Regions from separate parts of the Zea mays genome. Here region 2 is linked to region 1. A link is a contact called in public Hi-C data. All regions are on one chromosome and are shown on one strand. The core of a region is the stretch at or near the end of the contact, and the rest is flanking DNA. Distances in the headings are between cores, read along the strand shown. Region 1 holds the start of LOC100283529. Region 2 holds the start of LOC100282651 (wound/stress protein).

What was found. A called contact is a pair of places that touch in the nucleus more often than the background predicts.
Region 2: a contact with region 1 is called in a Hi-C map of tassel, with 2.3 times the contacts expected there. The contact joins the promoter of LOC100282651 here to the promoter of LOC100283529 in region 1. A contact is called at or near these places in 2 of 25 Hi-C or Micro-C datasets (ear and tassel).

What each region holds. Positions count from the first base shown.
Region 1 is chr4:185,578,580-185,581,212 of Zm-B73-REFERENCE-NAM-5.0, forward strand. LOC100283529 reads right to left here and starts at 1,348. Exons shown (of 8, transcript NM_001156429.2): 1 at 928-1,348; 2 at 1-112. The coding sequence starts at 1,032.
Region 2 is chr4:185,718,686-185,721,318 of Zm-B73-REFERENCE-NAM-5.0, forward strand. LOC100282651 (wound/stress protein) reads right to left here and starts at 1,306. Exons shown (of 2, transcript NM_001155559.2): 1 at 1,150-1,306; 2 at 273-1,047. The coding sequence starts at 1,242. The coding sequence ends at 577.

The DNA of each region.
Region 1 (2,633 bases), core at 98-2,597:
AAAATGAGATCAAGAATGCTCTAAAGGAAGATGTGTCAGGGCCATCAAGGCTATCGGAATTGTGCTCGGAATCTTTATCATCGTCCAAATTTTCTAGCACTTCGTCAACCTCCTGCAAAATTCCAAAGAAATTGAAATCTAAACTTTCAATAACATGAGATGATGACTGAAAACCTGGCATGGTTAAGAGTAAGTGCTAGCACTAACTGGAACCAAACACATGTACAGCAATCATCATCCGACGACATGCAACTTACTACAGCATGAAAGAGTAAAAGACAGAGAATAAAGAAATGGAAAGCTACCAAAAGAAACATCTGATCAACTTTGGCCTTGCAGCTACATCTATCAGCCAGCCAATGACATCATAAAAAGACTAGACTGAAATGTAACCAAGGGCGGATAGAACTTGATTTCCATCAGAACTTTCCTACATGACAAGTGAAAACACAAAGGAAATGCGACATTGATGGAGTAAACCTATTTCAGTGCGTCCTTCGCATATCATAGGCATCTAATGATCTAAACATCCTTAAACCAAAATTATTTCACGAACACAGATTGTCTGACCCAGTGAACAGCTCTAACTGTATTGGAGCGCCGATTTCTGAATAAGCTCATATCAGAAGAAGCAAATCCTAAGCATGAACAAAACAAGAGCGCTTGCCAGGTAGCAACAGTTCCACCAACCAAAGCCTGTCCTAATTAGCAGCAATCAACACTAAAACCTCAGGAATCGCGCACCAAACCCTATCGATAGGACGTCCCAGGTGCGAAATCGCTCTTCACCCGAGCGGATGTCACAGCCCGAGTCGCCCAACCGCCCGAATCCGGAGCGCGAGCGAGACCCCAATTGGAAAAAAAAAAACAGGACCGAATCGCCTACGCGAGAGGGGAGAGGAAGGGAGCTCGGATCCGGTGTCTCACGGGGAGGTGGGACGTCTCGCGCTCGGAGACGGGGCTGAGGATGACGGTGGTGAGGTCGGACACGAAGTGCGCCGCCTTGCTGCTCAGGGACGGCAGGTACCCCATCGACCCTCCTTACGGACCCACGCCCACGCGCTCCGCGGCTGCTAAATTTGGGAGGCGCTCGTCCGGCCCTGTCGCTTCCGGAGCTGCGCGCGCTTGGATGGGTGGTCTCGGCTCGGGTGGGAGAGCCGGAGGACGCGGAGCCGGCGAGGGCTGGAGGGAGTGACTTCGAGGGGAGACGAGCGGATTTGGACTCGTTCGGTGGTGGGTCTCGATTGGATATTTCGACCCCTTCCCTTTTTCTGTGACGTCGTGGTGGCCTTGTCCGCGGCGGTTAGCGGGTACGCAACGCCGGCAGCAGCGGCTCACCGTGCGCGGGGGAGGCGACATGTAGAGCCGAAGTCGACCATCCTATGCGGCCCTACCAGTCAGTGGATGGTTAGCCATTCCGACATCCGAGTTCTAAAGTTTTTTTTTGCGAGTGAGTTTTTTTTAAAAGATCAGGAGGCTACTGAGAAATTTTATTAAAAATGAAAAGGTACAACTCGACTTGATTACTGCGAGTGAGTTTTATATAGAAAAATATTCAATATAAGAAAACGGTGCTATGTAGAAAAAAAAAAGTGTACAGTAAAATATCACTATTAATACATTGAAGGTGCTACACGTGAAACAGGGGTAAGATAGTCTTTCTCTCTCATAACTGACGTTGTACGTTAGAAGCTACATCTAGGCAGCAGCATATTATACAGGGGAACTTTCTCTACATCCATGCTAGTTCAGGGGGCTTTCAGAGTAGCAGTAGGAATGAGGTATACAACCCTTGCACTGATGCAAGAGGCGACTAGCTAAGGTCTCCGGTGCGGCGGGGCAGTCTTCCGGTAGGAGGGTTTCTGCAGAAGGAGCCGTGCCACTGACCGATCCATGGGGTCCGCCTGCGTCTCGGCAAATCCGCCGCCGCCCGACGCGAACCTGCCATGCGTAACACTATCAACAAATTCAGCACCTGAAACTGTGGATCAGGGTACAGTGATTCCACGAATTAACGTCAGAACATGCATGCCATCTATGATCTATCCAAGAAAAAGTTGCAATATGAGTATTACCTATTTGAACCCGAGGATCCCAATCCTCCACAGTGCCTTTGTTCAAGACTGCTGGCCAACCGGTACAGGGAGTCCCTTATGCGTCCTCTGGTCGCCAGATCAAGCTGCACGGCACATAAAAAGGACATAAAAACCAAGCATGAATTCCACATGGCTCACAAGAAACGGCTGCGAAATGCCGTGCCAGTATTATCTGTAAAACCGGCGCCTACCTGGTTCATGCCATGCTGAAGCTTCCGAAAGGAAATATCCCTTACTGCTGGCACTAGCTTCATGATTGAGAGGGATGTGATCATGGAACTGGCTGGGTGGACCCAATACCTACCCAAGCTAAATGGGACTTTTTGTTGCGGCAACTCAAAATGGCTGCACGCGGTCGTCGTCTTACTCCGTGGGAAACTTTTTACTGATTTCCTGCATCGTGCGAACTTACTGATGCATGAATGCATATTTTTTTTTTTAATTTGGTTAGATTTTGGTTCCATTCTAAGCTTACTGTGCATCATAAATACAATATGTTACTGATCAGACGACGGTACTGCCGATACATAAAAGTAG
Region 2 (2,633 bases), core at 56-2,555, 140 kb after region 1:
CACTCGTACCCATTATAAATGGAAAAGAAAAAAGAAAAAAGAAAAATAAATTTCCTGATCCAATGATGCTGCTGTGTGCTGTGCCAATTCCGAATACTAGATCTAGATCTCTAGAGCCAATTTATTTGGAAAACCACGCATTTTTTTTCGCCAGCCGAAATGCCGAATAATTCCTCAACTAGGATGAAAATCAAGGACGGTGCTGTCCATGATAAAGATCTTGGAGGAACTTCAGTCGGTATCCAAGCATTGCCAGCAGCAAGAAACACGCATGATAACGCGGATTACCATTTCTCAAAGATCAGATCAAAACATGGATCAAGATCCAACACGTCCATGTACAAAAACTAGCCACTACACATCACGCGAGGTGGCTCCCGATTATTCGACTTGCTGCACGGCTCCAATTCAGTTCATCACCATACACGCATGCATCGTGGCGCACGCCACTCACGAGCGCGGCGCCCATGCGCCCACAACTTATTACGACTCGTCACCAACCAACCAAACCAAGCCACCCAGCAGGTCCAGTCCAGGCGTGTGTGCTGTGCTCTCCTCTACCGGCCGCCGGCCACGTCACGCCGCCGAGGCGCCCTTGGCGTCGCCGCTGCAGTAGTCGCGAACGGCCTCGAGCTTGAAGGGCGGGGCGTCGGTGGCGAGCCACTGCTCGACGGTGAACAGCTGCTGCCCGCACCCCTTGTGCGGGCCCGTGGTGGTGACTTCCACGTAGTTGCAGTACCACCCGTGGTGGTCGCCGGTGCCGTCGGTGGCCAGCCGCATCCAGCACGGCGCCTTCGCCATGCAGGGCCCGCGGCCGCTGAAGATGTCCAGGTTGCTGCGCTCGAAGTAGGAGTAGCCCTGCCCCATGAGCCCGCCCCAGGCGGGCAGGTTCGAGATCCCCACGCCGTTGCCGTCCGCGGCGGCCAGCTCCAGCGTGACGTTCGCGTCCGTCCCGGCCTTCAAGATCGACCCCGTCCGGATGAACACCGTGTACACGCACTCCATGCTGTCGTCGCCCACGCCGGAGGCGTCCGTGCCTTTGATGAGCTGCGAGTGCGACGACAGGGATGACGGATCCACCGCATGGACGGACCCGACAGGGGATGCATGTCAAGAGACGCATGAAAGGACGGGCGGGCAGTTGGTTACCTTGATCTCAGTCGGGGTATCGCGGCCGTGCGCCGGCACTGTGGCGGACGCGGCCACGGCGAGGAGGAGGAGGAGGACGGCGAGCTTGGCCATGGGATCCCAATGCAATCAGGCGACTGGATTGGATGAGCTCGGCCTTCGGGGAATGGGGGTATGCGGATCATATTCATATAGGGACACCGAAGTGTAGTTTTTGTGTTTGTGGCCTTGTGGGGTCCACTTGTCACTGTGGCGCTGGTCCGATCCGATCAGAGTAATGTCCGCCCATTTGACACGGATCCATGCATCGAGCGATCTGGAGGATTATTCAAAGGAGAAATTCATGGGCAGATGGGGCCCATCTCACCTGCTGTCGTACAAGCTGAGCGGGTGTGTCATGTGTGCACGATATTGTCACTGTCACCACCCCCCACTCACCGTCTTGTACGAATTATAGCGGTAACAATGCTCAATCACCTTGGGCCTTGGCCATCCACTGTTTTTAATCGTAACTTATAGAGTAGTTTATAGATAATAAAATAAGATCTATAATGCATAGTTCTATTGTACAGTTTCATATGCCTACCAATTAAATAATCGCATAACAATGTTATGAAATAAATTGTTTTTAGTGAAGTTTTACTTAGACCCGTTCCGAACCATTAGAGCTAATTGTTTTTAGATAAAGTAACAAGTCCGTCTTTCGCACTCATAGATGAGGCTTCAGGCCAAATTATTACAGCCCACAACTAAATGAATTAGCGAATAAGTTGGTGGCTGATTAATTTTAGCTGGGTCGAAGGAGCTAACAACTAATAGCTATTTGAAAAGTACAATTAATAGTTGGCTAGTTTATTAGCTGATTAAATATTAATTTTAGAGGTAAAGGACCTTAGTTTCCAACGTAAAGGGATAAAGCATATGAGAACATATCCAGTGCACATATTAAATAATCATTATCTATCAAAGATTTAACGTTTCTGGTTAATCATTGTAATTTACAAATAACACCTTCCACCACTACACCCCACCACGTCGGAGGGTGTTCTTAGCACAATATACCAAACAACTTGAGACGTTAGATTTAAGGTGATTGATGATGATTTAATATGTGCACCATGTATACTAAACTTTCATGTACACCAGATATGTTATCAAAGCAAGACGCTATAATAAGTGAAGCCTCGCTATATTTTCGATGTGTGGCGCTTCATTAAATGAAAATAAAACTCTCTCTAGTACCCACAATATAAAAGGAAAAAAATGTCATAAGCAAGTTCTACTACAGAATTTGACCACAACATTTGTGGCAATGCACCTCAAGAAAAAAATCCACAAGATTACGGTGCATCATAGGACAACGGACGACTAGAGAAAGAGAAAGAAAATAAACAAAGATGCTAACTGGAGGATTAAGACTGTTCCATGGGATTAGCACCGACTGTGCTGATTTTGTATTAGTATGAACGTGGGATCCACATATTGAATCATAACAACCATGTTCT